Regions from separate parts of the Mus musculus genome. Here all the other regions are linked to region 1. A link is a contact called in public HiChIP or PLAC-seq data. All regions are on one chromosome and are shown on one strand. Each heading gives the region's core, a stretch centred on a gene start, on an enhancer-like site or on the middle of the called end of the contact. The rest is flanking DNA. Distances are from core to core; before and after follow the strand shown.

The links. HiChIP or PLAC-seq counts read pairs in DNA pulled down with a chosen protein or histone mark.
Region 2: a contact with region 1 is called in a FOXA1 HiChIP or PLAC-seq map of pancreatic cancer cells. The contact joins two enhancer-like sites. A contact is called at or near these places in 2 of 39 promoter capture datasets (the C10 cell line and liver), 1 of 15 datasets of contacts at CTCF or cohesin (the NIH/3T3 cell line), 5 of 484 Hi-C or Micro-C datasets (the C2C12 cell line, the N1E-115 cell line, bone marrow-derived macrophages and 2 more), 12 of 115 datasets of contacts at active chromatin or transcription factors (the NIH/3T3 cell line, bone marrow-derived macrophages, craniofacial prominence and 9 more) and 4 of 9 other capture datasets (adipose tissue, embryonic stem cells, liver and 1 more).
Region 3: an H3K4me3 HiChIP or PLAC-seq map of bone marrow-derived macrophages shows a contact between it and region 1, with 4 times the contacts expected there. The contact joins two enhancer-like sites. A contact is called at or near these places in 4 of 39 promoter capture datasets (the C10 cell line, cranial neural crest, liver and 1 more), 2 of 15 datasets of contacts at CTCF or cohesin (the NIH/3T3 cell line and pro-B cells), 16 of 484 Hi-C or Micro-C datasets (the AML12 cell line, the C2C12 cell line, ECoMG myeloid progenitors and 8 more), 25 of 115 datasets of contacts at active chromatin or transcription factors (the 230-238 cell line, the 3134 cell line, bone marrow-derived macrophages and 16 more) and 4 of 9 other capture datasets (adipose tissue, liver, macrophages and 1 more).

Annotation. Positions count from the first base shown.
Region 1 is chr13:98,894,649-98,898,286 of GRCm38.p6, forward strand. The region is part of intron 1 of Tnpo1 (transportin 1); the gene reads right to left. Among named protein-coding and RNA genes, the nearest start is that of Gm52051, 28 kb to the right of the region's middle. Within about 2 kb of position 1,958, at least 98 of the 459 cell types and tissues checked have an H3K27ac peak or open chromatin away from gene starts, as enhancers often do. A contact at or near this core is called in bone marrow-derived macrophages and pancreatic cancer cells, where this site is marked.
Region 2 is chr13:99,066,254-99,069,641 of GRCm38.p6, forward strand. No RefSeq gene overlaps it. Among named protein-coding and RNA genes, the nearest start is that of Gm35493, 5.1 kb to the right of the region's middle. Within about 2 kb of position 1,403, at least 13 of the 459 cell types and tissues checked have an H3K27ac peak or open chromatin away from gene starts, as enhancers often do. A contact at or near this core is called in pancreatic cancer cells, where this site is marked.
Region 3 is chr13:99,125,436-99,128,701 of GRCm38.p6, forward strand. No RefSeq gene overlaps it. Among named protein-coding and RNA genes, the nearest start is that of Gm45938, 17 kb to the left of the region's middle. Within about 2 kb of position 1,341, at least 71 of the 459 cell types and tissues checked have an H3K27ac peak or open chromatin away from gene starts, as enhancers often do. A contact at or near this core is called in bone marrow-derived macrophages, where this site is marked.

The DNA of each region.
Region 1 (3,638 bases), core at 708-3,207:
TGTTTGTTTGTTTGTCTGTTTGTTTTTTTCGAGACAGGGTTTCTCTGTATAGTCCTGGCTGGCCTGGAACTCACTTTGTAGACCAGGCTGGCCTCGAACTCAGAAATCCTCCTGTCTCTGCCTCCCGAGTGCTGGGATTAAAGGCGTGCACCACCACGCCACACCATTTCTTTAAAGAACATTAATGTTAATTAAATTGAATATCAAAAGAAATAAATATTTTCTTCTAATATTTAAACAATTACTAGCTGACATACTTTTTATAGTTGAACACATAGAGCTAAATATCTCAAAAAAACCAACAACAAACAAGTAACACTCAATGGTAAGTTAAAACCCAGAAGACAGTTCTTGGAGAGCTAACTAGAGGGGCTGGAGAGGTGGCTCGGTGTGTAAGAACAGTTGCTATGGTTACACAGGACCAATTCCCAGTACCCACATAGCTGCTCACAACCATCTGTAAATCCAAATCCTACACACCCTTTTCTGGCTTCTCTGGGCTCCAGCAACATGATCGGCAGACATAGGTGCAGGCAAAACACCCATGTAAGTAAAATTAAAATAAGTAAAACTAGTACATAGATATGGCACTGGAATAAAAAGCTAATAAAAAGCAAAAGACTTAAGTTGTTCTGATACTTCCCCCAGAAGACAAAAACCAAAGTCAGCCCTAAATTCTTAAACTCACATACAAATTTCCAATGATTTTGAAAACAGTAAAACTACCCATCTTCTTCCCCACGGGGACGGGGACGGGGACGGGGACGGGGGCAGGACCAAGCAAGACTAATCCATGGTGTAAAGGTACTTGCAGCAACTTGCACTGTCCCTGCCGGTTCCTCAGACTTATCTCTGACCTCCATAGGTGCACTATGTCATGCCTCCCCGACACCACACACACACACACACACACACACACACACACACACATACACACACACACACACACACACCCTAGAAGCAAGCAGATCTATGAGTTAGACAGAAGGCCAGTCTGATTTGCAGAGTGAATTCCAGGCCAGCCAAGGCTGCATTATGAGACTGTCTCAAAATTGATTAATTAATCTGGGGGATAAGATGTGAAAACGTACATAAGAAAATCAATCCCTCTGACCCTTCAACTCCCAACTACTATATGGCAATATATCAACTCTAAATTAGATTATAGATACCGAGCAAGGAGTACGAATGATCTGAAAAAAGAGTTATAAGAGTTAACCCAGCCGGTTAACGTCTTTAATCCCAGCACTCAGGAGGCAGACACAGGCGGATTACTGAGTTCGAGGCCAGCCTGGTCTACAGAGTAAGTTCCAGGACTGCCAGGGCTATACAGAGAAACCCTGTCTCAAAAAACCAAAAAAAAAAACCAAAAAAAAAAAAAAAAAAAAAAGAGTTAACCCAGGGGCTGGAAAGATGGTTTAGTGGTTAAGGGCACCAGCTGCTCTTCCAAAGGATTCAGGTTCCATTCCCAGCACCCACAGCCCTCGACTGCCTGCTACTCCAGTTCCAGGGAAATCTGGCAATGTCTCCTGCTCCACGGGCACCTGTTGTTTGTGGTGCTGCACAGATGGATATACATCAAGGCAAAACCCCAACACACACCTTTAATAATCCCAGCACTGAGAAGACAGTTAGTTGCAGGCAGATCTCAAAGCCAGCCTAGTCTACACTGAGTTTTAGGACTGCTATAAGAGCACGGAGCTGGTCTTCTAGAGGACCAAGACTGGAACCTCAGTACCCACATCTCGAGCTTGGTAATAAGCACTGGCGAGGCCAAATGCAAGTGAACCACAGTTCTTACTTAGTGAGAGCCAGATGCAGTGTCTACTGAGGAGTGGTGAGAAAAGACAAACATACTCAGCTAGGAGAGACAAAACATGCTTCCCTCATCTGCTTCAATGCTCTTCCCCCATTTCACTCAAAGGCAAACAACTATTAGCCACAGGCATGTTGCATCACTGTGAATTGATAGATGTTGCCATCAGTGTCAGGACCTCCCCAAAGGTAAATACGTGTGGTAGTGTCCAGAGGAGATAAGGTGTGCCCATCCTGCAGCAACACTGCAGTGTATAACCAGAAAACTGTGAGTGTGCAAAATAACCTTGCCAAAAGTTCTATGTATATATATAAACAAAGTTAGGCTCTTAGCTCTGAAAACTGTAAGCACACTTTTTGTTTGACCAATGAGACACTGTAGTGGAGCATTCACACGTCATACAGGCAAGGCTTAGGACCGCTTCCGGCTTCCTAGTGGTTGGTTAACCCCAGTTTGTCTTACCCTAGAAATGAAAGAGTTCCTCTCAGTCAGGAATCACTCCTCCTCAGCACATTGCCTCAGCCGAGGAAGGTGCGATAACAACTAAGACAGCAGAGCACTGATCAGTTAGGAGGCCAGGAGAGAGCTCCCTTGAAGAACTGACTTTTCAGCTTAGATGAACAGATCGAAAGCAAATGTGAGGAAGCCTGAGATGGGCTGGGAGTGCCTTGAAGACGCAGAGGCTAGTAACTGGACAGGTTGGGAAGGCACCAAAGGCACCATCCCTTAAAATTAGAAGGCATAATCTCCCCCTCCGGAGGAGAACTGAGTACAAGACATGTCCACGTTCTGCTCCAGACTTCAACACTGTCAAGCCACAGTGACGCAGGAGCCACTGGAAACTTAACTGTTCCAGCTTCATCTAAAGTAGAGCTCCAGCCTCCGGAGACAGGTGCTGTGCTTCTCAGACACACACAGCTCAAAGTTCTGGTCCTTACATTGTAAAAGGTTTAAATACTGTACTACATATGATGGGCATGGTGCTGCTGGTCTTCATTCCCAGCACTAAAGAAGCAGAGGCAGAGAGGCAGAGGCAGAGGCAGAGGCAGAGTCTGGTCTACACAGTGAGTTCAAAGCCAGACAAGGCTGCATGGCAAGACCCTATCTAAAACAACAACAAACCCAATGCATTGCTATGTCAATAGTAGAGGCTGCTAATATCTTCTGAGGCAAGCAGTCTTCTAGAGCACGACATATGATCACTAATTTAATCTCACAACTCTGACTTGGTATTGACAGTAACCACATGCAACGGAGAAGCAAATTGAATCCTAGGGAAGTTACTCGGCGTCTCCTCAGCAAGTCCAAGCTGAGACTAGGACTCAAGCCAAGCTAGGCTGGCTTTAGCGTGCATTCTTACCAGAGTGGTGGTGCTGGAACACAGTACTGAGGGGCAGGGAGATCACAAATTCAGGACTTTGTCTCAAAACACCAAACAAACAACAACAAAATAAAGTCTTCTCTGGTATCAAACCAGGGTCCAGGACCCTGATATGTTGCCTTTCCAACAGAAATATCAAGCTGTAACCTGGGAAACTAATAAAAACACACATACAAAAAATACTGGATTCTTCTGAGGTAAAAAAGTAAAGCCAGTCTTTATTATTGTAAAAATCCTAACATCTGAAAAGTCACTATATAGCCTGATAGTTAAAAATGAGATATTTTGGCAACACTATATCTAAATCACTAAGTCCTCTTTTTGTATACATATCTTACCTTACCTTAACAAGCAAAGCTTAAGAATTGTGCTGAATAATTTAAAGAATAAAAAATTTGAGACAGACTTTCATAGTAAATATTTCTTTTTTTTTTTTTTTTT
Region 2 (3,388 bases), core at 153-2,652, 170 kb after region 1:
GTTTTTAGCTGTTTACCTGTGTTCTCCTGTATTTCTTTAAGGGAGTTATTTATGTCCTTTTTAAAGTCCTCTATCACCATCATGAGAAGTGATTTTAGATCTGAATCTTACTTTTCTGGTGTGATGGTGTATCCAGGACTTGCTATGGTGAGAGAATTGGGATCTGATGATGCCAAGTAACCTTGGTTTCTGTTGCTTATGTTTTTTTTTTGTTGTTGTTGTTGTTATTGTTTTTGTTTTGTTTTGTTTTGTTTTGTTTTTTGCTTATGTTCTTATGCTTGCCTCCTGCCATCTGATTATCTCTAGTGTTACCTGTCCTCGATATATCTGACTGGAGCCTGTCCTTCCTGTGATCCTGGTTGTGTCAGAACTCCTCAGAGTTCAGTTGTCTCTGGGATCCTGTGATTCTGAGATTCTGGGTGTGTCAGAGCTCCTGGGAGTCAAGCTGCCTCTGTGACCCTGAGATCCTGGTGTGATCAAGCTCCTGGGATCCTGGGATCCTGGGATCTTGGGATCCTGTGATCCTGTGGTCCTGTGGTCCTGGACATGGTAGAGCACCTGGGAGTGGAGCTTCTTCTGGGTGTTGTGGGACTGGCTATGGAGTTCGAGCCCAAGGTCTGCTCAGGGCACCAGCTCAGACTGGAAGCAACCTGTACCACTGGTCAGGTGGAGTTCTTGGGTGCCTGGATCCCGCTGGTACCAGTTACTCCCAGTGTTTGGGCAGATGTTGTGTCCTCCTCACCACTGATCCTATGATCCTGGGCATGTTAGAGCACTTGTGAATGGAGCTTCCTCTGGGTTTTGTGGGACTGGCTGCAGAGTTCGAGCTCAAGGTCTTCACAGGGCACCGGCCCAGACAGGAAGCTGAAATATCAATTCTGACTTGGCCAGTTACTCTACATTTCTCAAAGTACACCCAGTGCTGGGTGGGCTGGGGTTGGATCTCTGCTGTCACAGAGCCCAAGAACTAGAGTGTCATTGAGGATTTGGTGGCAGCAGCCTTCTAAGAGACAAAATGTGTCATAGGCATTTTGTGGCCTGTCCGCCCCAAATCCATTTTCTCCTCTCTAGAGGGCCATGTGTTCCTAATTATCCTTACTGTTAGGCGTCACCAGTGGGTGTTATTGAAAGCCACCAAGTAGGGCTTTTTGGAAAATAATTTAAAACTGGGCTGACTGCTGGAAAACACATCCACTTGCCTCTTTGTTCTTTCTTTTGATTCTGGCTAGAGTGGAGTTAGTCACTTGTTGGAATTTTGGTAGCTATCATGGATTGTGAGGCAGTTTAGAGGCTAAAGCCTCTTGCTGAGGAAGGCAGGGCAGGCAGACATAAGGCAAAGCAGGCTTCTGGTGACTGTGGCACTTCCTATTAACTTGGGATCGGTATGGCTATGACTAATGTTTAATCTTGATTGTCAACTTGACCAGGTTTAGGAGCAGCTTGGAGACAGCTCCAGGAGTATCTGTAGTGTATTGTCCAGAGATGTTTAACTGAGGTAGGAAGACCCACCCTGGATGTGGGTGGCACCATTCCACTGACTGCAAGCCCAGAATGAATAAAAAGAAGAAAGAGAGATGAACACTAGCATTTACCTCTCTCTGCTCCCTGACCAGTGGCCTCTGGCTCTGTCCACCATGATACAAGGTACCTTTAAACTGCCAGCCAAAACAAACCCCACCTTCCTTAAGTTGATATTGTCAGGTACTTATCACAGCATCCAGAAAATCAATACAATATGGGTGAGAAGGATACAGTGAGCTTCTCCTTTAAGGCCTTTTTGGTTATATTTTCTGTCCTCTGTCAACCCTGAGCCTAACTTACACATATGGACTCATACACTTTTATTGCTGTGAAGAGACACCATGACCAAGGCAACACCCATAAAGGAAAGCATTTAATTGGGGCTGGCTTACAGTTTCAAAGGTTCAGTCCATTATCACCATGGCAGGAACCATGGCAGCATCCAGGCAGGCATGGTGCTAGAGGAGCTGAGAGTTCTACAGTTTGATCTGCAGGCAGCAAGGAGGAGACTAGAATTCCACACTTGGTGAAGCTTGAGTGTAGGATACCCCAAAGCCCGCCCCGCCCCCACAGTGAAGTACTTCTTCTAACAAAGCCAAACCTCCTACACTCTGTGGGCCAAGGATTCAAACAGGTGAGTCTGTGGGGGCCACATCTATGCAGACCACCACTGACTGCAACCATGGGAACCAGCCTATACATTCACATCTTCCAGAAGGAAGGGGCACAGTTGTTGTTGCCCTGGCTCCTGCTCTCTGAGATTTACAACTCTTGGATCATTAAGAAGACTATTTTCACTCCTTTCTTTATCTCTCCATTCAATATGGAGATAAGCCAGAAGTTCAAGAAAATAGATCCTCCTTTCTTTCATCCTTACTGTCTCAGTCTGATTTCTGTGCTACAACAAAAGACCAGAGACTTGGTACTTTGTCGAGAAAAGAGGTGCATGTAACTACAAATTGGGAAGCCAAGAAGTCTAAGATTTGGGGGGTCCCATCTTGTTGAAGCCCCCTTAGCTTCATTACAACATATAGAGAGATGGAAAAGGAACTAGCCACACACTAAAGGAAAATCATGGTGGAGGAGTTGAGCTCTCAGAACTTGCTCCTGAGAGCAAACTGGTTTCCTGTGGAATTCACACTGATGCCTTATGAAGGCCCTGCCTTCAAGGACCTAGTTTCATCCCCCTTAGACTGCAGTAAAGGTTCTGCCACCTCCCAACTCTTCTGTACTGAGGAACAGAGTTTCAGGGCATGAATCCCGGGGGACTCATTCAAACCATACTCCAAAATAGATGGTATTATTTGAAACAAAAGGACCTTAATTGATTTTTTTTTTTTTACTATTGTGTTTACTGTAATACTGGGGATGAAAGCAAAAAAAAAAAAAAAAAAAAAAAAAATCAATTGTGGGTTCTGGGATCTGAACTCAGGTCCTCAAGCGTTCTAGTCCAGTTGCTGTGATAAAACCCAAAAGCAAGCCGGAGAGGAGTGATTTATTTTATCTTACAGGTTGTGGTCCAGGGGAAGCCAAGGCAGACACTGGAAGCAGTAACCATGGAAGAAGGCTGGTTATTGCCTTGCTCCCTCCCCCTGGCTTGCTCAGTTACCTCTCTTATATAGCTCATGCCCATCTGCAGCAGGGGCCTGGGCCATCCTACATCAACTAGCAATTAAGAAAACACTAATAGACACACCTACAGGCCAATGTGATGGAGGCAATTTTTTTCATCGGAGTTTTCAGATGTGTCAAGCTGACAACAAAACTAACTAGGACGTCAGGCTTAGACAGGAAATGCACTTGCACACTTGTGTGACCTCTCCGGGCCCAGGTCTGCTGTACCTACCAGAGATGCTTACACATGGCC
Region 3 (3,266 bases), core at 91-2,590, 230 kb after region 1:
AGTTCAAGGACATGAACTCAACTCTCAGAACTCACATAAAAGAACTGGGTGTGGTTGCATGATTTTTAAAATCCCAGCACTGGCGAGAGGAGGAGACGAGCAGATACCTAGGGCTTGCTGGCTAGCCACCCTACCCTACTCAGTGAGCTCCAGGGAGAGACTCTGTCATAAAAAACTGAAGGGTGAACTCAAGAGAGGTGGGCTGGCAGTTAAGAGTAGTTGCTGCTCTTTCTAGAGGACCAGGTTCAGTTATCTGTAAATCACATGGTGGCTTATAACCTTGGTAGTTCCAGTTTCAAAGGATCTGATACTGTTTTGTTTGCCCATGTGGCCACCAAACACATGTGGTGCAGGAACACACTCACTCATATACATAAAATAATTATACTGAAGGGGAAAAAAAATCAAATTTTAGCTGGGCAGTGGTGGTACACGCCTATGATCCCAGTGTTCAGGCAGTAGAGGGAGGCAGATCTCGAGGCTAGCCTGGTCTACAGAGTGAGCTTCAGGACAGCCATGGCTACACAGAGAAACCCTGCCTTGTAAAACAACAAACAAAAAACAAACTTTAATATATTAGAAAGATAAAGTTGGACTCTGCACACACTGGCAACCACATGACTCACAAATACACACATACCAAAGATGAGCAATTAAAAATTTAGTTACTGGGGGCTGGAGAGATGGCTCGGAGGTTAAGAGCACTGACTGTTCTTCCAGAGTTCAATTACCAGTAACCACATGGTGGCCATAACCATCTGTAATGAGATCTGGTGCCCTCTTCTGGTTTGCAGACATACATGCAGGCAGAATACTATCTACAGAACAAATAAACCAATCCCCCCCCCCAAAATTAGTTACTGACTAGCATTGCTTCAGATCATAGTGTGTATAGATGGTATCAATGCCCACTTCATATTCCAGTCTGTGTAACGAAACACTGATCCTCATGTTCTTCTGTAGGTAGATCTTATCACAGACTATCTAGTGTCAATCATTCTCTAAAACAAAATGCTCAAGAAATTGAACTAGAATTAAAATACCTGGGCTCCATTCCAGCTTTGTCACCACCGATGTGCCCCCCAAGTCATCTTACCATTCCTTGGCCTTAACCACTCGTTTGTAAAATAGGAAACTAGATGAAATCTCTCATAGCCCCAATGTTATTACATAGTCCTACAGTTTCCGGCCTTCCTTTAACAAAGATTTTTCTCTGTGAGTGCTGTCCAAGTTGGACACTAGGGGTCACGTTCAGATAACCACTCACAAACACATCTGCCTGTTTCCTCAAGAGAAGGTCCCGAGCAGCTAGAGGATGCGCAACCTGCTTTCTCACTTAAAGGACTTTGAATGCTCTGTGCTGTTTCCCTTTCCGTTCACTGGGCTTGAGGGCGGGGCAGGAAGCCAGGCTTCTCCATCAGCTTTTCCTTTGGGTTAACGTTATTTTCTTCCTTTCTCACTGTGATCCCCAACTAGTTCTTCAGTTGTGAGGCAAATTATCAATCTCAATGATTCATGATTTGCCTCTACCAGTACTTCTTTGCTAGGTAGGCTGGCCCCAAATCAGAACACCTCAAAGACAAGGAACAGACAAACAGCCTCCTTTGTGAAGACTGGCTTCTCACTGAATGGTTAGCAATTCTTGTACTGCGTGGTGCTTCTGAGGCAAGCGGGTTTCTGAGTTCCTTGTAATCTTGTTTTACTGATCTGAGCATTCCTCTGTCAAGCATAGATCCCCATTTGTCCTCTTTCAACAGTTGGTCTTGGGGTAGTCTTACACGCGTTCGCGACCGGCCAGGAAAGACGCAACAAACCAGAATCTTCTGCGGCAAAAGCTTTATTGCTTACATCTTCAGGAGCCAGAGAGCAAGAGCGCAAGAGAGCAAGAGAGCAAGAGTGCAAGAGAGCAAGAGAGCAAGAGCTCTATTGCTTACATCTTTAGGAGCCAGAGAGCTTTATTGCTTACATCTTTAGGAGCCAGAGCGCAAGAGTGCAAGAGAGAGAATGGTGAAACCCCGTCCCTTTTAAGGAGAATTATCCTCCGCCTAGGACGTGTCACTCCCTGATTGGCTGCAGCCCATCGGCCGAGTTGTTGTCACGGGGAAGGCAGAGCACATGGGGTGGAAAACTACCCTTGGCACATTCGCAGATTATTTGTTTACCACTTAGAACACAGGATGTCAGCGCCATCTTGTAACCGCGAATGTGAGGGCGGCTTCCCACAGGGTAGGTGGGCAATTCAAATGAAAATTAAAATGATTCACCATTGTAGGGAAAGGATAATTCAGTAAGCCATTTCCACGTTTAATAGCAATGCTTCGAAGCATCTCTATGGTGCTGCAATCTCGAAGTGTTTTCATGTGTATCATTTCCTTTCATAATCACTATGTGTCCCTTCTCCACCCTCCTCTCATCCTCCTTTGGAATAAAGGCCAAAAGGGACACAGAAAAGACAGAGGGGGATGGTAGGCAGCCTGGGGAGCAGAGTGAAGCTCGTCTTGGCAGTCTGGGTTAGTGTCTTGGCTGCATCCCTCGGCAGTCACATATTGGCATGACACACCCCTATGTTTGGATGTCCTTCTCTGAAAAACTGGCTCTGAATACCTCCTTTTTGGGTTAATGGAAAGATGGTCTTTTTGGAGAACCAGCCAGTCTCCATCTTAAGCTTAAGAGTCATCTTATGTTAAAGACAAAACAGGTTCATTCCATTTAAGATTGAACCTCTATTTTCTCAAGGATTGGGCTAGAACCTTAACTACAGATGTTTCTGTGCTCTGTTCCAGGAATGACAATCACGTGTGTGTTTCATGAGGTTGTTGGCGAACTTGTTGTGGTTGTGTTCTGCTCCTGTAACCCCACCTATTTCCCCTGTCAAATCCCTCATTTGGAATTCCCTTACCCCTGAACTATATAAAAGGCTCATCTGTCTTCCTCACATCTGTGGCTACTCTCTAAAATTCCAACTCAGAGAGAGAGAGCCAGCTGGCCAGTCCCCAGTGTTCCTCTAAAAGAAAACTTGCTTCAATTAGACCATTTGGACGTGGTCTTTCTCATCTCAACTTTTAGGTGTAACAGTTTCTCACATTCCAGTTTGCCAGTCATTCTCTGGGCAGTGTTGCCATCCTGCTCCTCCCTAGAGCCCAGTCCTGATCCTGTCAGCCTGGAGGCTCCAGGTGCTATAAATCACGGGCTTTTCCAGCTCGCCTTTCAGGCGACTCAGTGTCAGCAGCTTACGTCATCACAGACCTCAGCCAGGTGAGGCATGT